Linked DNA regions of Mus musculus: region 2 is linked to region 1. Evidence: chromatin contacts called from public Hi-C data. All regions are on one chromosome and are shown on one strand. Each heading gives the region's core, a stretch centred on a gene start, on an enhancer-like site or on the middle of the called end of the contact. The rest is flanking DNA. Distances are from core to core; before and after follow the strand shown. Region 1 holds the start of Gemin6 (gem nuclear organelle associated protein 6). Region 2 overlaps Dhx57 (DEAH (Asp-Glu-Ala-Asp/His) box polypeptide 57).

Region 1 (3,107 bases), core at 21-2,520:
GCCCAAATGCAACTTAAATTTCTGATAATTTGGACAGAGTAGGGACATGTCCTTGTTTCAAAAGGGGAAGAAAACATAAGCCAAACAGGTTTGCAGTAAAGAATGAAACTTAAAATGCAACTGAACAGTTGTCACAAATCAGTTGTAGATTTTTATTCTGTAGTTTTAAAGGTCAAACATTTTCTCCCACACTCTTAATAACTTGGAATTTACATTAGCTCTTGTAGCTTTATAGAGGGTTTTAACTGATAAACTCTAACTTAATCCATGAAATCTCATTAATATGAAGTCAATCATTCAATAAATGAAGGTTTTGGGAAGGATTATTTGATATGGAATTTCAAGTAGTAATTTTAAAAAACCGATTCATATTTAATGTTTCTGCTGCTTGGCTTGACAATCTTTTTTTTTTTTTTTTTTTTTTTTTTGAGACAGGGTTTCTCTGTGTAGCTCAGGCTGTCCTGGAACTCACTTTATAGACCAGGCTGGCCTCGAACTCAGAAATTCGCCTGCCTCTGCCTCCCGAGTGCTGGGATTAAAGGCGTGCGCCACCACGCCCACCTCTGGCTTGACAATTTTATAGCTCAGTTTTTGTTCATCGCCCTTGGTGGGTTTTTTTGTTGTAGTTGTTGTCTTGGCGGGGGAGAGGGTTGTTTTTTTCTCTTTTCAGTATAGGCAGAATCTTAGCATTTACTGCCTTGCACCACTTTTCAGTATCACAGTCTCGAAGATTCTGCAGTATGTCAGAGCCCAGTCAGCTACGTGCCCAGAAATCTGAAGCAGAAACAACATAATCCAGTGCTGCTTGGGAGGCAGAGGCAGGCGAAGTCTACAGAGTGAGTTCCAGGACAGCTAGGGCTACACAGAGAAACCCTGTCTCGAAAAAAAAAAAAAAAAAAAAATCCAGTGCTGATCTTCCCAACTTCACCACTGTTCTTGAGATTTACTGAGAACACGTCCCCAAAGGTGCACGCATTTTAACCGGCTCCAAAACGAGCTAGACCAGAATTCATGCCATTCACCTCGGCTTTTAGAGCCTTAAGGTTTACCCAGAGAGCTTTGTGTTGAATTCAGGGCAAAATCGCATTTTCATACCCCACTTAAAAAGCTTTGAGGTACGAACATTTTCCTCTTACAAAGATTTCTTGAGACGTTCACGGTGGCCAGGAGAACTCAAGTTCCCTTGGACACAACCTGCAGTGCAAGAACGGAGGCAAAGGACTACAGGATGGAGGATTCTGGGGGAAGGAAATGACGTCAGGAGCAAAGCATGCTGGGCTCAGGCGGGCCGACTCAAGCCCGCTCGGCGGCGTGTGAGCTAAGTAGAAATATAGCCAGGGTCTCTGCGGCGTTTCCCTGAGTCGTGCAGAGTTCTGGGTATGGCGGCCTCTGGACAGGACCTGGTGTTGGAGCTCTAGAGCTTCGCTAACGGGTCCTCAGCGCTTTACGAGAAAATTGGCGCAAAGCCCGTGGAGAGTCATCTAGAAAGAGTAGGTGGGAATCCGAGAACTCCGCATCAGTTATGTCTGTCAGGGGTTTAGGGCGAAATCCTTTTATCTAAGGAAAGCGGAACGGAAGTGGCTGCTTCTTCTTTTTTCTAAAAAAGATTTCTTTATTGTATATGAGCACACCACTGCTTTCTTCAGACACACCAGAAGAGGACATCGGATTCCATTACCGATGGTTTTGAGCTACCATGTGGTTGCTGGGAATTGACCTCCCAGTCGGTGCTCTTAACCGCTGAGCCATCTCTCCAGCCCCGAAGAGTTTGAGTTATCTACGGGCCAGGTTCAAAGCCAGGTTGAAAGCGGTATCCGGAATTGGGAGCAGAGGGTGGGACTAGACATGCCACAGGAGTTTTAAGAATTGTACCTGTGGCCATTCACTATTACCATCAGTCTGAATTATAAATACCCCTTCCCAGATATACTAAACAAAACATTCTCAAGAATTCTCCAAAGATAGTATCAGTTTCTTATACCCCAGATGGGCGTTTTGCTTGTTCTTCTGAGATCTGAGACGGCACACTATGTTACCAGGCTGGTCTCAGCACTACTAGTAGGTAGGGACTGTAGGTGTGAGTTAAGACTGGCTCTATGTATCAGTGCTTACTTGCATTAAGAAACTCGTTATTTTCAGGCAAATTACAGACTGCCTACAGAATGGCGATCATTAAGACATTTGCTTGGGCTGGTGAGATGGCTCAGTGGGTAAGAGCACTGACTGCTATTCCAAAGGTTCAGAGTTCAAATCCCAGCAACCACATGGTGGCTCACAACCATCCGTAAAAAGATCTGACTCCCTCTTCTGGATTGTCTGAAGACAGCTACAGTGTACTTACATATAATAAATAAATGAATCTTTAAAAATATTTTTAAAAAAAGACATTTGCTTGTGTGGAATATCCATAGTGATTAACCCAAATTGATAATGGTTCTAGATCTGGGCAACTGGTAACCATGAGCGAATGGATGAAGAAAAGCCCCTTAGAATGGGAAGATTACGTTTATAAAGAAGTGAGAGTGATAGCCTGTGAGAAGGAGTATAAAGGATGGCTTCTAACCACAGATCCAGTCTCTGCCAAGTGAGTATGCAACTTAATTTTGTGAAATGACAATCCTATGTACTGGCCCCGGATATCCAAGCTGAGAAGGCAGATCAATCAAAGACTGGTCATTCACACATAATAATTGCTTTTGAGCCTAACTGCTGCTGTTTTAACTATGGGATGCTGTAGCAAACTAAACATAGTTATAGGAATAGAAAAGAGAAATTCTCCCCTCTTCTAATTCTCCTTCCAGAGGGTCTCCTGTAGCCAAGGTTGGCCTTATTTGGCTATATAGTTGAAGATGATATTAAACTTCTGATTCATCTACTTCTACTTCTGAATGCTAGGACACCACACCCAACTTTATTTATTTTTTTAAAATAAGTCTCATATAACTCAGACTGGCCTCAAATTCATTATGTAGCTGAGGATAAACACGAATCCCTGATCCTCTTATCTCCACCATATCCAATTGTCAGGACTTGTCTCAAAAGGTAAAAAAAAAAAAAAAAAAAGGACTGAAGGTACATAGATGTCAAGGGGAAAAATGCCCATGCTG
Region 2 (3,246 bases), core at 682-3,181, 54 kb after region 1:
AAATGACTTGTAGAGGACAGAAGAATATTTGCTATCCCTGACTGGCCACTCAGTAATTTCATCAAAGAATTCATTTATTTATTGCCAAAGGTGGAACTTAGGCCAACTACTCATTAGCAAACATAAAAATAAATGAACCCCTTCAACTGATAGTGTAACAGAGGAGTTAAGACACAGTGCAGAGGGGCTGGTGAGATGGCTCAGTGGGTAAGAGCACCCGACTGCTCTTCCGAAGGTCCGAAGTTCAAATCCCAGCAACCACATGGTGGCTCACAACCACCCGAGATCCTGATGCCCTCTTCTGGTGCATCTGAAGACAGCTACAGTGTACTTACATTAAATAAATAAATAAAATTTAAAAAAAGAGTTTAAAAAAAAAAAAAAAAGACACAGTGCAGAGAGCTGGAGAGATGGCTCAGTGGTTAAGAGCACTGAGTGCTCTTCCAGAGGTTCTGAGTTCAATTCCCAGCAACCACATGGTGGCTCACAACAATTTGTAATGGGATCCGATGCCCTCTTCTGGTGTGTCTGAAGACAGCAACAGTGCACTCACATATATTAAATAAATAAATAAATGTTGAGGAAAAAAAAAAAAAAAGAAAGAAAGAAAGCCTGGCAGTGGTGGCATATGCCTTTAATCCCAGCACTTGGGAGGCAGAGGCAGGTGGATTTCTGAGTTTGAGGCCAGCCTGGTCTATAAAGTGAGTTCCAGGACAGCCAGGGCTATACAAAGAAATCCTGTCTCAAAAAACCAAAAAAGAAAAAACAAAAACAAAAAAACCCCAAAAAACAAAACAAAACAAATCAAAAACCCCACAGTGCAGAGGTAGAGGGGAGACAATTAAGAAACTATTGCACTTGGGCAGTTAGGTAAAATATTAAAGCTTGATTTTGAAGCTGAAGAGTTGGCTCAGTGGTTAAAAGCACCGGCTGCTTTTTCAGAGGACCTGGGTTCAATTCCCAGCACCTGATGGCTGTCTATAACTCCAGTTCCAAAGAAGCTTACAACTTCTGGGCTCTTCCTGTACCAGGCAGCAAGTGGTACCCAGACACACAACAGGCAAAAACCCCATATACATTCAGAAAAAACAAAAACCAAAACCAAACATTTATGTTGCTAGGGGTTTGGGGTGGGTAGGAAAGCTGAGGCAGGAGGACTGCAGTGAGTCTGAGGCCAGGCAGGGCTGCATGAGCAAGAACTTGCCTCCACATCGGCTCCTAGAACAGGCTTCTGTTTGTTAGTATACATTTTTAGTTGGAATATTTTCAGTAAAGCACTAACATCCTATATTAGGCCTAGAGACAAAGCAAGATGAGCCAATCTGTGGTACTGCTCAGGATGGTGCGAGGACACTCACTCTAAAGCTGTGGCTGGGTAACTGCTCTTCTATCTCTCTTGCCTCACTTTCAGCTAACTGTGTAGCCACAACAGGCTCCACACCAGCAGTTCTCAACCTGTGGGTCACGGCCCTCACAGGGGTCGCATAGCGGATATCCTGCACATCAGATATTTACATTATAAGTCCCAACAGTAGCAAAGCAGTAGTTATGAAGTAGCAACGAAAATAATGTTATGGCTGGGGGGGTCACCACACCATGAGGAGCTGTGTTAGAGGGTCGCAGCGTTAGGGAGGCTGAGAACCACTGCTTCACGGAGACAGTACCCAGTGCTGAAGGGCCATTTGCATTGCCAACGGGTTCTCCTCGGTATAAAATGTACTCAAACAAGATACTTTACTCGGATCCCGCGTCCGCACCCTGTTCCTGCAGATCCCTCAGAAGGGCTTTCACCTTCTCCTGATTCTCTGATGTCATGTGCAGCGTCTGAAGGGGCACTTTGGCTTTGGGCTTCCACTTAGGCCGTGTCTCTCCTTTGCTTTTGTTACTGTCGCAGGGCCTGAATTCAAAGTCACATGCTCATGAACAAAACTTTGATCCTCTTATCAGCTCCCAAATACAGCACACACCGACAGCAGATGACATCACACAGAGAGAGTGCTTTCTACAGTGTTTACTTGACTTTCCCTAGCTACCAGTTGGCATTATCCTCAAACTCCTCACAGTTTAAGGGTTCCCAGCCTACTCTCTGACAAAGACTGTTTGTTTGTTTGTTTGCTTATTTGGTTTTTGAGACTGGGTTTCTTTGTGTAGCCCTGGTGTCCCTCCATGGACCTTAAACTCAGAGATCCACCTGCCTCTGCCTCCCGAGTGCTGGTATTAAAGGCGTGTGCCTCCACCACACAGCAGCAGTGACATTTTTGAAGGGCCACTGTCTTATAGAAATTCTCACAACCTGAATTCGTCTTATTATGTTCCTATCTCACAGACCATTTATTTTCATATCCCTGTATTTTACCTCCCCCCTCCGTTTTTTTTAAAGACAGGATCTCATGTAGCACAGGCTGGAGTCAACTAGTTCTGTAACCATGGATCTGCTCAGTGGATCCTCCCGCCTCCCTCCACCTCCCAAATGGTGGGATAGCAGGTGTGGTCCACCATGATATCCCATTCTTCATCTTAAAGCCCCAGTCTATTTGGAGACTATCCCAACCTCCTTATTTCCTCTAGTGATTCATTCCATCATTTACCCTCTTTTAACTCAACTTACCTGGCACAGGGCTGTAACAGCCCAAAGAAAAAGGCCCAATTTTCTGAGTATCAGAAAGGCATATGTTGAAGAGTGGCAACTGTGGCCAGAGTGACTGAAATGTCCTACACTTGCTTCAAACCACTCTGTGCTTTTCTTTGTTAGCCAAACTCCCTCTACTGCCCCAGGGCCATCTGCAGTGAAGTCCCTCTGCTCTAAACTAACACAGTGAACTGCTCTTGTCTCCTGGCTCCCTTGCATTTCCCAGGCCTTCTGAATGCATTCCTGACTCAGCGCTTCACACTTGCTCTATCCCTCTACCTTCAATGGTTTCCTCTCAGAGAGGCTCATGGCTGGCTCGCTCTCTTCTTGTCTTTGTTCAAATGAACCTTTTTAGTGGATTTCCACATGACAGAAACTCAAGTCTAGCATTTTTTACACACCTACCTCACACAGTACTATTTTTTATATTTCTTCATAGCACTTACTGCCTCTGTGATACACTTAAGAATCTTAGGAATCTTTTATGACGATAAGTACAGTGTTTACCTGTTGCTCAATTCTAGTCTGTAAAACATTACCCAGGACATACAAGGTGCTCAATAGATAGCTAATGGATACTTGAACAGGCAGAACTCTAAGACCTATAATGTATGTGC

Evidence for each region. A called contact is a pair of places that touch in the nucleus more often than the background predicts.
Region 2: a contact with region 1 is called in a Hi-C map of erythroblasts, with 2.0 times the contacts expected there. The contact joins the enhancer-like site here to the promoter of Gemin6 in region 1. A contact is called at or near these places in 12 of 39 promoter capture datasets (the 3T3-L1 cell line, 3T3-L1-derived adipocytes, the C10 cell line and 7 more), 1 of 15 datasets of contacts at CTCF or cohesin (pro-B cells), 22 of 484 Hi-C or Micro-C datasets (the 63-12 cell line, B cells, the C10 cell line and 18 more), 10 of 115 datasets of contacts at active chromatin or transcription factors (the 230-238 cell line, CD8 T cells, bone marrow-derived macrophages and 4 more) and 3 of 9 other capture datasets (adipose tissue, liver and pancreatic islet).

The regions. Positions count from the first base shown.
Region 1 is chr17:80,223,181-80,226,287 of GRCm38.p6, forward strand. It overlaps Gemin6 (gem nuclear organelle associated protein 6), which reads left to right and starts at 1,271. Exons shown (of 3, transcript NM_026053.4): 1 at 1,271-1,490; 2 at 2,441-2,584. The coding sequence starts at 2,460.
Region 2 is chr17:80,276,485-80,279,730 of GRCm38.p6, forward strand. Dhx57 (DEAH (Asp-Glu-Ala-Asp/His) box polypeptide 57) reads right to left here. Exons shown (of 24, transcript NM_001163759.1): 3 at 1,739-1,897. Among named protein-coding and RNA genes, the nearest start is that of Morn2, 12 kb to the right of the region's middle. Within about 2 kb of position 1,932, at least 4 of the 459 cell types and tissues checked have an H3K27ac peak or open chromatin away from gene starts, as enhancers often do.